Regions from separate parts of the Ovis aries genome. Here region 1 is linked to region 2. The links are chromatin contacts, called in public Hi-C maps. All regions are on one chromosome and are shown on one strand. Each heading gives the region's core, a stretch centred on a gene start, on an enhancer-like site or on the middle of the called end of the contact. The rest is flanking DNA. Distances are from core to core; before and after follow the strand shown. Region 1 holds the start of RGCC (regulator of cell cycle). Region 2 overlaps NAA16 (N-alpha-acetyltransferase 16, NatA auxiliary subunit).

Region 1 (3,534 bases), core at 133-2,632, 65 kb after region 2:
ACTTTGCTAGAAGCCCTGAGCAGCTCTGAAACCAGACAGACCTGCCTTTCCATCACCAGGTGACTAGCATGCTACTTAAGCTCTCTGTGCCTCAGTTTCCTCACGTGTAAACAGAAGCAGTAATTCTACCTCTCAGGGCTGCTGCGGGCCTGAAAACGGTGCATGCCAAGACCTGCCCAAGGAGGCCTTTGACAACTGGAGTAAGACACCTCCCTTCCCTCCGAGGCTGGTTTGCGGGCAGACACCCTGGCAGCACCGTCCAATAGGACTTTGAGTGAGGATGGCTCTTATGCACCTGATAGGTGTCCCGAGCAACTGGGGTACTGAATTGTTCATCTTATTCTACTCTATTTTAGTTACCTATGGGCTGTCCTGGTTGGCTCAGCGATAAAAAATCTGCCCGCAATGCAGAAGACCCGGCAGGAGCCCTGGGTTCGACCCCTGGATGCGGAAGATCCCCTGGAAGAGGGCATAGCCACCCACCCCAGTATTCTTGCCTGGAGGATCCCATGGACAAAGGAGCCGGTTGGGCTGCTGTCCATGGGGGTCTCAAAGAGTCAGACACAACTGAGCAACTAACACGCTCAGTTGCTTTACATTTAAGAAGCCACCTGTGCCAAGTGGCTACCGCCTTGGGGCCGCGCACCACGTAGGTCATTTAGGGTCAGGACTGGTCCCCTGCCAGGCGGCTGGGCGGGCTGGCTCAGTGTGGACCCTGAGAGGCGCCGGCTTAGCGCTGCATCCACGTAGTAATTTCTTCCCTGAACAAAGTCCTACCACGAAGACCCAGGACTGTAGTCAGGCCCCGGGCGCCGGGATGGGAACAACTGTAAAACCGCGGACTCTACCGACGTCTGTCCCCCTTGCCCTCAGCACTCCGTGCACCCGAAGTCCTCACGGGCCTTGGGAGCAACGGCGAGGGAACGCGCGGCAGGGACCCCTGCGGCTCCCACGTGGCTCAGGGTCTCCCGCGGCTCCTGGCTGCTTTATTCTTCGCATCAAAGCCGGAGGGCTAGGCACTTCCCTTTCACAGACGAGGAAACGGAGGCTGGAGGAGCTTCAGGGCACCGGCAGCGAGGCGCAGCCGCAAGTCTCGGGGATTCTGGTGGTGCCGCCAGAGCCACGTCCGCGGGGGCCCGTCGTCAGGGCGCGCGGGGGAAGCGGCGCGTAAATATTTGGGGCTGTAACCCGGGCTCGGGCCACGGGGCGTCACCGCGGTGCCCCGGCGCGCGCGTGGCGAGGGCGGTGCCCGGGGCCCGGGGTGGGGACGGAGGCGTCCGGGGCGCGGCGGCGGGGACACACCCGGCGGCCCGGCTCCCGCGGCCCCGCCCCGGCCCGCCCCCGCCCGCGGCTATAAGACCTCGGGGCGCTCGGGCGCCGGCGACCCGGGGAAGGGCAGGCGCGCGGTGCCGGCAGCGGCGCGGCTGGAGCACTGCCGGGCGGGGCGCCGGGCTGAGCGGGACGCCGCCCGGGGAGCGGACGGCGCGAGCAGCACGCCCGCCTGCGCGACCGCGCGCCCAGACCGCGCAGCATCGCGGCCCCCCAGCGCCGCGCCGGCGGAGCCCCCCATGAAGCCGCCCGCCGCGCAGGGCAGCCCCGCGGCCGCCGCGGCCGCAGGTGAGTGCCGAGGGCCGCGTGGGTCTCCTGGAACCCGGGCCTTGCAGGGCGCTGGGGGAAGGAGGCAGGGTCCCGCGTGGTCTCTCTCCGTCCCTCCCCCTGCCTCCCCTCTGCCCCCGCCGGGCTGGGGGACACGTCACGGGCGCCCCCTGACTCAGTCCTCCCGCCGCCCCCGGGGCCGCGAGCGCGGGGACCCGTCCCCCACCCGCAAGAGCTCGGCCTTGAGCTTGGCGGCGTGACCTTTGACTTGCAACTCCCCCGGGCTGGAGGCTCAGTTTCTTTATCTGTAAAATGGGCGCGATGCTAGCGCGCACTTCAGGGGGCGGTGGAGAGTCGGGACCGGTAACCGCCAGCGGCCGGCGGCGATCGCGGGCTGCCCGCCACCCCCGACCCCGGCCGGAGCGCAGTCCCCGTGGGCTGGCGACCCTGGGGTACCCCGCGGGCGCGGCGGGCCCGGGCCGGGGCCGGGGCCCGGCGCCCGCCCTCACCCGCGCCCTCCGCCCCTGCGCAGCCCCGGCCCTGGACTCTGCGGACGCGGGGGACCTGACGGCCGCGCTGTGCGAGTTCGATGCGGTGCTGGCCGACTTCGCGTCGCCCTTCCACGCGCGCCACTTCCGCTACGAGGAGCACCTGGAGCGCATGAAGCGGCGCAGCAGCGCCAGCGTCAGCGACAGCAGCGGCCTCAGCGACTCCGAGAGTGAGTGTGGCGCCGCCTCGGGGGCTGCCGCGCCCCGGGCACTGCGGGCGCCCGGCCCGCGGGGGAGCGCCCGGGGCGCGGGGTTCCGCGCGCTCATCGGGAAAACCGACGCCGAGCGAGCCCCGAAGCCCAGCGCCGTCTCCAGGGCTCCGGGAGTCTCCGGGGCCGCGAGGCCGGCGGGGCCCAGACCCCGGAGGGCGGTCCCCGGAAGGCAGGCTGGGCCCCACGCCGCCCGCCGGCAGGTGTCAGGACCCGGAGGGCCTCCCCAGGGCGCCCTCTCCGCGCTCCTTGCCGCTCTCAGCGGCATCTTCAGAGGATGTGGAGACAGCGCCACAGGCGTGGGGTCCAGGGTCCCCGGGAGGGCGCAGGATGGATGTATTGGTGAAACCAGGAAAGGTTTCTTAAGCTCCCGTTCTTGGGGTGTTTGAAACACTTCTTGCACTTTCTCCTGGCCCTGACCCCCCCGGACTTGCTGTTACACGGTCCGCAGTTTTGAAAGAATCCTAGCACTGCTAAGTCCGAGTATTTAGAGAGTGTCCCTCATCCTTCAGGCAGGTCCATGACGTGAACTGCTGGCTCAGACTCCCCACCCAGTCTGGGGCTGGGGGTGGGGAGGAAGAGGGCGGGAGGGTGGGAGAGGGCCGGGGCGGGGGCGGGGGCGGGGGCGGGGGCGGTAGGGAGCAGATGGACCCAGAGCTGCTTCCTGCTTACTTTCTCAAGGTGGAGACCACCCCCAGGGTCTGGCTGCCCTAAATCACCTTGTTAAAAAGAGAGGCCACTTTTTCCAGGACCTCAAATGTCCTCTAAGGATTATGGATACTTGTTCAGGTGTCAAACAGCAAATTGGGTGACTTGTCAATCTTCTGTGACTGTCGTTTTTCCCAACCCGGATGACTTACTATTTTTCGGAGTGAATTTTGAACACTTCTGGATAATTCTTGAGGCTTCATTCCCTAAATGAGTTACCTGCCTAAATGTCACTCCCTTTGCTGCCCTTGACTCTGGAAGTAAAAACAATAAGCTTTCCTTGTGATTCCCTTCTTTTGCGACCTGAAGCTCCTCGTTGTTACAGGGCAAAGATACAGTCTTGGACTTACACATGAGCTGTCCTCCTGAGAAGGAATAAAGAGCACTGGCCATCCAGTTGAGGCTTGGAGTCAGAAACTTAAGAGTTCCAGCTTGACTTGCCTTGGCAGCCCTGCCCAAGGGTTAGATCTAAT
Region 2 (3,935 bases), core at 514-3,013:
ACATGTCTGCATATTTTTGTCTGAAGCAAGAAGAGAAGGATTAGTTAAGTTACTGTTGCTATTACTAACATGTACTCAAAATTTCTCTTTCCTAATTGGGCCGTTACTTGATTTTCATCCCCAGCCTGGAAAGATGCACAGGCCGAGGGCCACCTCTCTCCGCTCTGTGTCAGGATCTGCTCTGTAGTCAGCCTCTCTCCAGTTTGTCTTCCCAGGGTGTGTGTTCTCACCTCCTGCACTTCTGTACCCAACGTGGGGCTGGCTTGCAGGCTTATGTTACGACTTTCTAGGATCTTGTGTGCGATGTGCCTTAGGAAGGGGGACTTTTCTTTTCCTTGTGTGTGAATTTTTGTTTTCCTGTTCTTTGTCATCTCCGAAGCACTCTCCTTCCAAATGGACCACGGGAGGAAAAGAGCCGCAATGCACCCCCGAGGCAGGCCTCAGCAGCCTTCAGCCAGGGGTCACTCGGCAGCCCCGTCCTGAGCTGGCGCAGTCAGGTGAGCCTGCGGTCTGCACCCTGGCAGCCACTTTGGCCTTCTTCCCCACATGAAAGTTGTGAAGTTGCCCAAAGGAAGGCTGGGCCTCTTAGGGGGTGGCTTTGGTCGGGAACTGGAACTAAGACTCCGTTAGAGCCCTTTCAGAAGTAGTGTAGCTTTTGCTTTGTTCTTTGCTTTTTAAGCCTAAACTTGATGGCTGATTGCTGGGGAAAACCCTTCTCATCTCCTCGGAAACTGTAAAGCCTTTGGATGATATGTGAAATATTCAGGCAATATCCAAGCATCCTAAGTTTAAGTCAGGCTCTGATTTCAGTGACCAAACCATAGATCACTAGCTTGTTTTGACATCCTAGACGATCGTCACTTTAAAAGCATTCTGCTCGTTACTAAGGAAAGATGCATTTCTGTTACCCAGAACATTCTCAAGGAGCTGTAGCTTGGCACTTACATATTAGTTGTTCCAGCACGACTATAATTAGGAGTTGATCAGACTTTCTGTGGAAGTCAGATTTCAGCACCTTGGGATCATTGGGAACTTCTCCATCTCTAGTCCCATTCCTCCTAGCATTAGTGACTACTTTATTCTTTTTAATGTTTTTTATTAAGAAATTGTTGACTGTGATTACCAGCTGTTCCATTACTAAGTTTCATTTAGATTATGCTTTCTCCTGAGTTTTTAGTGGTTTTGAATAACTACAGTTGACCCTGGAACAAAGTGAGTGTGGGATGCCAACCCTCTGGGAAGTTGAAAATCTCCCTGTGACTTACAGTTGGTCCTTTGTATACGTGGTTCCAACATATCCCTGTTTCTGTATCCATGGATGCAACCAACCATGATCACGTGGTCCTGTAGAATTTACTGTTGGAAAAAACTCACATATCAGTGGGCCCACATGGTATTGTTCAAGGGTCACCTGTATTTCCAGTTTAAAAAATGTGTTTTGACTGGTAGAAAGCATTTTTTAAGGAAAAAAAAAATTAACAGACGATCACTGGTTATCAGAGATGGTAGAAATCATCACCCTCTGGTTATGTTATGTAATTATCATCGTTGGAAACGTTACTAAGTATCTTTAGGGTTTGCTGTTGGTCCTTAAAAATACAGCCAGAGGCAGAGACAGAAGAAAAGATCCTATTCGCATTACGCTTAGAAGCTAGTCTCTATAGTGAGATAATTCACGCTAAAAGGAGAAACATTAGTGTAGAGTAGAGAGGGCGATTGTTTGCTGATGAATGCTTCTGAAATGATTAACTCTTCTGTCCCATGCTGGCTGTGCTGGTCTCTGTCGCGGCCCGAAGGAGCTTCGCTAGTTCTGGCGCGAGGGCTTCTCTTGTGAAGCGGGGCTTCAGCGGCTGTGGTGCACAGGCTCAGTCGTCCCAGCGCTGGCTGCTCTCCCTGTCTTGAGCAGGTGTGGTTGCCCCCAGGCCTGTGGGGTCTTAGTGCCTTTACCAGGGATGGAACCCAGGTCCCCTGCATTGGAAGGCTGATTCTTAATCTCCAGACCGCCAGAGAGCTCTCTGAAATGAGTTTCTAATAACATTAATGTCATCTAAAAGAAAATTCTTAATGACAACAATTGTAAGGATTTAGGAGTAATTACATAATTAAAAGATACAACAGATACCTATTTGAGTTACCTTTGTGCCTGGGTTTTAAATATTTTAGTAAAGAAACGAGCACCTTATTCAAAAATAAAACTTTGGGGACTTCCCTGGCAGTCCAGTGGTCAAGACTGTGCTTTGCCAATGCAGTGGGGGCACAGTTTGAATCCCTATTCAGGGAACTAAGATCTACATGTTGTGTGGCAAAAAAAAAAAAATATATATATATATATATATATATACAGTATATATATATATATAATTTTGCAGTTGACCTTCTAAATAGAAGGTTATTGAATAGAGAACTAAGTTCCAAGAAGGACTTGAGTCCTTCTGCCTTCAAGAATTCTTTCACTGAAGGCAGTTTCTGCCTAGGACGTACTGCTTTGCACTCTTACTAATTGGATTTGAAATGTTAGAATTCTAGAATGGTCCACTGTAGTCCTTTTTCTGCCTCCTCCTTGCCTTCCTTACAGGGTTTAAGATTACATGTAGTGATTATGTAGTCCAACCCAATCCGATGTTTAGAACTTAAGCTTTATTAAAAATAAGACAGAATGACCACCTTCAGACTATTGGCTATAAACTTGTATTCAGAATAATATTTTTAACTATTTTTTCTTTCAAGAATTGAGCTCCCCCCCCACCTTTTTTTCAGGTGATTAGTTTCTCATTATTTTAGCATGTAGATTTATATCTGAGAGGAGCAGTGCATATTTCTAAAACTTTTTGATAAGATCTAAGGTTTCCAGTAGATCAAAACCATAGGACATTCATAACTTTATCTTTTTTTAATTATTAATTTTATTTATTTATGGCTGTGCCGGGTCTTCAGTGCTGTGTGGACTTTTTCTCTAGGTGTAGCACCTGGCTTCTCATTGTGGTGGCCTCTCTTGTTGCAGAGCAGAGACTCCAGGGCGCACAGGCTTCAGCAGTTGCAGTTCCAGGGCCCTAGAGTACAAGGGCAGTAATTGGGGCGCACAGGCTTAGTTGCTCCACAGCATATGGGATCTTGGATCAGGGAGTGAACCCATGTCTCCTGCATTGGCAAGGGGATTCTTCTCCACTGAGCCACAAGGAAGCCCGCACTTTATCTTCCATTGCGCCTTCATCTTTATCAAGTTGGCACTTACTTTATAACGACAGATTTTCTATAAAGGAATTAAGAGTTGCTCGTTGCCCTGGTTGGTCTGGCTATTACTTCTTTTACTTGTTTGTTTGTGTATGGCTGTGTCAGGCCCGCGTTGCCGCCCACGAGATCTTTGTTGAGGCGTGCACACTTCTCAGAGTTGTGGCACGTGGACCCAATAGTTCCGCACCCAGGAACTGAGCTTGTGTCCCCTGCATTGTAGTTAGAGAGACCTCCGTATGGTGAAGTCACATGGAACTGTTCACACACATCAAGCCCATCTCAGCTGTTTGTGTTGGCAGCTAACTGCAGGATGTAACCTGGTGGGGACACTGAGCGAAGGGGATATAGGACACCCCTGTACCGTCTTTGCAACTTCTTTGTCCATGTTCGTTTCAAAACGAAGTGGTAAGAAAGTCAGCCTAAGATGATTTAGTTGTTCTTAAGTAGGAATATGCCATCCTGAGCAGGTTCCTGAGACACAGGGCTTTGAGCGCAAGAACTGAGAAAGCCTCAGACACACTAGGATAAGTGGGTTGCTTTGTTTCTGGAAGACGGTGGCTGGAGAGAGGCGGCCTATGGGCGGTTACTGATAAAGAGGCGGCTTACACGCTTGTGGTTCCGTGTGGCTCCCTCGAGACCTCACTCAAACCTCATGCTCTAGGAATGTCTCTTGAAACTTGCATCTGCCTTTTTTTTTCTTTTTT

The links. A called contact is a pair of places that touch in the nucleus more often than the background predicts.
Region 1: a contact with region 2 is called in a Hi-C map of hypothalamus, with 1.9 times the contacts expected there. The contact joins the promoter of RGCC here to the enhancer-like site in region 2. A contact is called at or near these places in 2 of 16 Hi-C or Micro-C datasets (hypothalamus and tail adipose tissue).

Annotation. Positions count from the first base shown.
Region 1 is chr10:11,982,194-11,985,727 of ARS-UI_Ramb_v3.0, forward strand. It overlaps RGCC (regulator of cell cycle), which reads left to right and starts at 1,383. Exons shown (of 4, transcript XM_060394033.1): 1 at 1,383-1,617; 2 at 2,129-2,314. The coding sequence starts at 1,569.
Region 2 is chr10:11,916,673-11,920,607 of ARS-UI_Ramb_v3.0, forward strand. The region is part of intron 11 of NAA16 (N-alpha-acetyltransferase 16, NatA auxiliary subunit); the gene reads left to right. Among named protein-coding and RNA genes, the nearest start is that of NAA16, 51 kb to the left of the region's middle. Within about 2 kb of position 1,764, at least 5 of the 54 cell types and tissues checked have an H3K27ac peak or open chromatin away from gene starts, as enhancers often do. A contact at or near this core is called in hypothalamus, where this site is marked.